2 separate regions of the Capsicum annuum genome follow, and region 1 is linked to region 2. The links are chromatin contacts, called in public Hi-C maps. All regions are on one chromosome and are shown on one strand. The core of a region is the stretch at or near the end of the contact, and the rest is flanking DNA. Distances in the headings are between cores, read along the strand shown. Region 1 has its middle 17 kb from the start of LOC107850283. Region 2 holds the start of LOC107850338 (putative proline-rich receptor-like protein kinase PERK6).

Region 1 (3,518 bases), core at 220-2,719, 38 kb after region 2:
TTGCTATAAAATAAAATATGAATGTCACTTATTTTTATTTATACCAAGAGATTTTGTTAAACAAAATATACAAGAAAATAATGTTTGTGCGAGAAAAATTATAAAAAATGTTTTGTCATGAAAAAATTGAGTTGCTATAAAAATCCAAAAATTTAGCTTGAAACAAACATATAACCAAAATATTGTTAAGTTTGGCGTTAGATTTTAATTCATTAATCACAAGTAAATTGAAGTCTAATTATTTTCTTACTTTAAATTTTACAAATTTAATAAAGTGGCTTGCAGTCCTTTAATTTTTGTGATCACTATATCATCAAGTAGTATTATCTTGAGCAAAAAAAATTGAAGGAGACAAAAAATTAAGGTCATTATAATATTTTTGTTTTTAAGTATAAGAGATATGAATTTAGAATTTAGGTTGAATAGGATGAAGATTGTTGCACATAAGATTGGCTTGGAAGTAAGACTCAAGTCTTAAGTCATCCCCAATGAGGAGGTGTAAATGGTTGGCAGTGGCGAACATCTAGAGATATACAGGCAGTCCACGGGTACTCCATCTACTAAAAGAAATGATTGAAATAGAGCGAAGAATGGAAAGGCAGGCTGCGAAAGCGTTGACTCAAAGGTTGATAAGATTGAACTCAAAGGGAAAAAAAACTAGGTTGAGCAAGAAGAAGTTTCTATATTTTTTATTTTTAAAAGGGGTCTTAAATTTTTATATTTGTATGTTGTCGTTTCTTATCCTTTTATTTATTTTGGTTCGTGTTGGTGTTTTATGTTAATTTATTATATTTATTTTTTCTCCACTATGAAATAGTCAATAGTAAATATTTGACTTGATTTTTTGAGTCTTATTAATGAAAAAGATCAGTTGTGATGTCTTATCTTATAGCAGAAGTGAAAACTAAAACACATGCAAGCCATATTTTTATATATTTTTATTAATGAAAATGAATAATACGCTTGCAGTTTGATAAAAATATATAATTTGGTGAATAAAATAACTTTTCGTTAAGAACAAAGTACTTTTAGACATAGGAGATTGCCAAAATATTATTTAAAATGTATTGACTCTGGTTGTCATTAATTCGAAACGTCTCAACTTATAAAAAAGATTACATAAAATAAATTTAAATGGGGAATATAGTTTTGATTACATTTAATTTCGCTTCTTAATTATTAATTTGACAGTCATATATCATATTCCTCTTTAATTAATTACACTTTTTTATCTTTTAAAATTATTTGTTATATTTTTTTTTTAAAAAATACTTAATAAAATAAAGTACACACAATTATTTATTTTTTAACACTTGATACACGTGCAACACACATATCCTAAGCTAGTTCCTTAAAAAAACATTACTAACAAAAATAGGTAAACAAATTCCTTAAAAAAACATTACTAACAAAAATAGGTAAACAAATTCAACGAGTGATATTCCAAATTGATTATGCTCTCCCCATCCCACACCTCATCTTCAACATCCCACCTCCTATAGCCCCCTTCTTACCTCCCCACCTCCCATAATTCTTATCTATAAAATTATTTATATGATAATTTTTTACTGACATAACAAATATCAAAAAAAAAATCCACTTATCCTCTTTAAAAACATTTTCATTTGTATTGAAAACACACTTTATTTGAGTGAGACTCTACATCATAAGAATCGTATGTGTTTGTCAAAGTTAGAGGTGACAACATTAACCAATGAAATCATAACCAGCTCAAGTTTGGACTAATTATTGATCCACCATTCATTAGCTAAACACATTTCAATCATTTAAGCTGACATCTAATTCAAACTAATTCATGAGAAATTTTATTAGAAAAAAAATTTAAGACATATATTTTTATTTGATAAGTATGTTATATAGCCAAAAAGGAAAGAACAACAATTTTATTAGATACTAAAAAAAAAAAAAAAAATTAAAACTCAATAACAATTGGTGAATCGAGTTTTGACATGTGTTTTAGCTCAAGTAACATTTGAGTGAATCGATAATGTATCAATTTATTTGATTCGTCTTAATTCAACTCGATCCATCTATTTTACGCATCTATATATACTAAATAGCAAGAAAATTTTGCATAGATTGTTGTCAAGTGTCAATATAAAAGACTGTCATGTGTTACTTTTTAGGACAAATTAGTTAGGTTAGGTAATATTTGTTATTGCTTTTTCATTTAAAATTATAATTAATTAAATATTTTCTATTTCAAAAAAAAAGGGGAAGTTACAATATAAGAAAAACATGCAGTGATTATTTAAGGAAATTATATAACCTGTTTTTATTATTTAGAAGTTATCAGATCTTATATCATTTATTAAACTTAAACTAAATTTTAATTGAATTGACATATTTGAATTTAATTTATATCTTAATTATCAAGTACAAACGTTGATTTAAAATTTGATTTGTAAGTCTATATATACTAAATAGCAAGAAAGTCTAGCATAGATTGTTGTCAAACGTCAGTATAAAAGACTGTCATGTGTTACTTTTTAGGACAAATTAGTTAGGTTAGGTAAAATTAGTTATTGCTTTTTAACTTAAAATTAGAATTAATTAAATATTTTCTATTTCAAAAAAAAAAAAATGGGAAGTTACAATATAAGAAAAACATGCAATCATTATTTAAGGAATTTATATAACCTGTTTTTATTATTTAGAAGTTGTTAGATCTTATATCATTTATTAAACTTAAAATAAATTTTAATTGAATTATCATATTTGAATTTAATTTATATCTTAATTATTAAGTACATATGTTGATTTAAAATTTGATTTGTAAAATAATTTTTAAAAAATAAAATCATATTTAATATAAAAATATAATAGTTGAATTTTTCTTTAGCTATTTTTAGAAAGAATAATAATTACACAAAAATTCATTAAAATTTTGGAATTGAAATTGTCATGTTATTAGATTTTGTTACATCTGGCTAAAAATATTAACTTCCATTTTTTAGATGAATTAGTCATTATTTTTTTTTTGTTTATATTCTTAAAAATATTTCAAAAACTAGAAGTTACTTTAATTATTTTACATAAAAGTATTTTTAAATTTAAAAAATAAGATAATTTAAAAAAGTATTTGTGTGATATCTCGTGACTTGAGCCGGGGGTCTTTCGGAAACAGCCTTTCTACTTCATCAGAGGTAGAGGTATGGACTGCGTACATCTTACCCCCCAGACCCCACTAAGTGGGAATACACTGGGTTTGTTGTTGTTGTTGTTGTATTTAAATTATAATATAAATTGGTTGAATTTGATTTGAAAAATAAACATAAATTTATTCTAAAAAAGTATTTTGACTTTACATCTTTTTAATTTTTAAAGAAAACAAAGAGATACTACAATAAAATATTATTCTATAAAAGACTAATAAACTAAACTAAACTAACTCATGCACGTCCAATATTTTTATTTTTAAAATTTAAATATTTAACTAATCTTATCCCTGTAAAACTACCTTAATCATCACACACATCTTCTTGAAGAACTATTTT
Region 2 (3,589 bases), core at 443-2,942:
CTGCTGAGAATTAGATCAGGATAAATCATATAATCAAATCAACATCGCGTCAACTGCCAACTACTGGACTATATACGCAAATCCTGTCTAATCATCCCAATCTCAGATCATCGTAATCAAAAACTCAAATTCAATCTGCTAACTGACTAAACAAAACATAGTAGCTAGTTGCGGAAATAGAATCAGGAAGAGCGATGAATCATGCGTTTACTAAACCCTAAAACAGTAGAGCACAAGTAGTAGAGTAGTAAAAGAGACCCGCTGTCGCCGAGGATAATGACTTTCAAAAGAGTTCGCCGGCGAGAAGGCATCTTCAGTTGACTCGATCTGACCAGAACAACACTCTCTATTCACACAAAACTCCGCGCCTCTCTCTCTCTCTCTCTTCTCTCTCTCTCTCTGTATATGCGTATGCGTATGTGTGTGGCGTGAGGAACACAGACAGTTGGCAATTTTAGACGTTTCTCGTCTAGCACAAAAAATGATTGCCTAGTTTTTGTAGTAGCAGCTGTAATTGAAAATGAAATAGTGCAGAATTTTACTGGGTCGGTTTTGGTAAGTCAAACATTTCATGAATTCATATATAGTATGTTAAAAAGCAATTTATGATTTATATGCTTTGTATTATGATTTTTTTTGAAAGAGTATTCAATTAATTAATTTTTTACTGTACATAACAAGGTTACTGAAGTCGAATCGAATTGAATTTGGTGTTGATTATTGAAATCTGGAACCATGATTCGAGAAAATTTTGTTGTAGTATATCTTTGGTAAATTACAAGGTAGTATGATATGATATTAAATGTCTTGAAATCCTCGAAATTCTTAAGTTTGCATGTTGCAAAATACACTGTTGTTTGAGCCTTTCTTCACTTTGCAATTAAAAAATAAGAAATTAATCGATTTTTGCAATGGCAACATCTAAATCTTTAGCACTAGATGATGACGTACTTTAATAAGACCTCTTATTTTTTTGTTTAAATTTTATGATTGATAAGTCTTGGTGAAATTTTTATGTCAACGTATAAACTAAAAAAAAAAAAAGTAATTATGAGGTTGACATTTTGTATGAAATAATAGAGCGTAAGAAATGGAAAGAATATCACATGTATGGTCAAAAGTATAATAATACACAGAGAAATTTTCATATCTAGAAAGTACTAACTGATTATTTGAGCAAATTACTAAGACCAAACTAGATTGAGCAAATTGTATAATTATACACGTTAATTTAAAATATTAAGAGTTAATTTATCATTTTATATTTTTTTCTATTAAATATTATTAATTTTTTAATAATTAGATGACTTATAATAATTAATTATGGGTCATATAATAAAATTATGATTGAAGCAGCTGAAGTAGACATGTAACAAATGTTTATTTTACTTATTTTTATTAAATATTATTAATTTATAATACGTAAATAATTTATAATAATTAATTAGGAATGATATGGTAAAATTATGATTTAAGTAGTTGAAGCAAGCAGCACAAACAGATATGTCGATCTCTTCAACTGCTTAACTCGCTCTTATAAATAAGACAAAAGAATAAGTGAAATATAATTATTTCTAATTCGACAAATAAGATGTCTAGGAAAGTTAAAGTCAAAATTTAAGGTTTCCCCTATAATTTAGTCCTCTAATTAATTAAATAAGCATTAACTAAATGTGCTGTTTTTTTTAAAAGCAAGGTGATTAGTTCCCTTATTTTAGGAGGAATGTGAGGATGAAAAGACATCTCTTAGTTTCATGGTAAAAATTATTATTATGCATCATGTAAAACTTCTGTTTCTTTGAGAATCCTCGCTGCCTTTCTCCTAAAGGTACACATTTCTCTTTTCCTCCTCTCTTTCTTCTTCTTAATTTAAGATTTCATCTTATTAATCTTTGTTATTTCCATAAATATATAGGCTTCTGGTATCATTTACGAAATAATTATATGAAGTATTGATTCCGTAAGGTACTATCTCATCGTTAAGCAATTAATTATAATATTTTAATAATGGGATCATTGATTATGATTAGTTTCATATTTTTTTGTTATTGATATCATGCTTTAACCTCATGTTTTCTTATTATTGTATTGATGATTTTTGTGAATTCCTGATTAACAAAAGTAGATTTCATTTGAACTTTTTCAATGAGCAGGGATCAATACTTGGGAGATCGGTGAAATCTGTGTAATTTATCCTAACACGGATAATCATGACAAAGACTTTTATAAAAATGTCTTCGTCATCGAATGGGGGCTCTCCATCATCAGATTCATCGTCCTCCTCCTCCTCATCTCCATCAAATAATTCAAAGTTTCAATCTCCTTCTTTTAAAACAGAAGACTCTTCTTCTTCTGATAATAATAATAATAATAATAATAACAATAATTCAAGCTCTCAATCTCCCCCTCCTAATAATGATTCATCATCTGGGAAAGATAATAACTCCTCTTCTTCAAATAACAATAATGACAACAACAACAATAATAATAATAGCAACAACAATAATTCAAACTCTCAATCTCCTCCTCCTTCTAATAACGATGGAAAAAATGATAGCTCTCCTCCAAATGATAACAACAATAACAACAACAACAATAACAATAGCAACAATAATAATGGGAACAATAATAATGGGAATAATAATAATAACAACAACTCCGGTAACAAGTCACCTCCTCCATCATCACCTCCACCAAAATCATCAAATTCATCAAAATCTCCGCTATCACCACCTCCTCCACCCTCTCCATCATCACTTAATTATTCTCCAAACTCAAGACCTCTCTCCCCTCCAAAGACTGAATCAACAGACTCAGTTAGCAAAGATACCACAGCTGCAATCAAGATAGGAGTTGCAGCTGGCGCTGGAGTATTATTTATTGTCATGATCATTTTTCTCATCTCTTGTTGTAAGAGGAAAAAGAAAAGAAAGCAGAATCAAATGAAGCATAATCAAATGGGCTACTACCAAGACAATTCTCGTGGAGCAATGAGTATATATCTTATCTTTCTTACTTACCATGTGCTTTAATTTTGACATAATGTATATATTAGATAAAATACGCCATACATAAGGTCAAAAAAAAAAATCAATAAAAGCAAAATTACTAAATACCGATTCGATTTATAGGTATAAAAGCCAAAAAGGTTCAAAAGGTAGGTTCTTAGATTTGTATTTAATTTTTGCATCTCTGCTTTACACAATTGTTCAAAAAGGTTCAAAAGCTGTAATATCAAATGAATGTTTATATCTCAATATCTCCTCTTTTTCTTTTTTTTTTTCATTTTAGAATTTCAACGTATTTTTCTTTTAGCAATAATGTTCATGTAAATATGTGAAATTCTAACGACGTGAAATTCTTACTTTACTTTTTGGGTAACCTTTGTGTATAGGCTTGTTTATCTATGATGTTACCCTTAAAAGTTATTTAGACAACCACTCTTTTGAGAAATCTTGTGCCACAATGTCATGTCTTAATATTTTTGCTATTTTTTTCATTGTGTTTTAACACACATTACGTATTTTACAGATAACCATTACTATAATAATAATAATAATGGAATGCATGGGAACAATTGGCAGAACAG

Evidence for each region. Hi-C and Micro-C count contacts between places; a contact is called where the count stands out from the background.
Region 1: a Hi-C map of placenta shows a contact between it and region 2, with 3 times the contacts expected there. The contact joins the enhancer-like site here to the promoter of LOC107850338 in region 2. A contact is called at or near these places in 4 of 5 Hi-C or Micro-C datasets (leaf, pericarp and placenta).

The regions. Positions count from the first base shown.
Region 1 is chr8:169,128,897-169,132,414 of UCD10Xv1.1, forward strand. No RefSeq gene overlaps it. Among protein-coding and RNA genes, the nearest start is that of LOC107850283, 17 kb to the right of the region's middle. Within about 2 kb of position 1,470, at least 1 of the 5 cell types and tissues checked has an H3K27ac peak or open chromatin away from gene starts, as enhancers often do. A contact at or near this core is called in pericarp, where this site is marked.
Region 2 is chr8:169,090,712-169,094,300 of UCD10Xv1.1, forward strand. LOC107850338 (putative proline-rich receptor-like protein kinase PERK6) reads left to right here and starts at 1,693. Exons shown (of 11, transcript XM_016694793.2): 1 at 1,693-1,828; 2 at 1,916-1,965; 3 at 2,154-2,994; 4 at 3,532-3,589. The coding sequence starts at 2,211. LOC107850339 (ras-related protein RABG3f) reads right to left here and starts at 809. Exons shown (of 7, transcript XM_016694796.2): 1 at 259-809. The coding sequence starts at 311.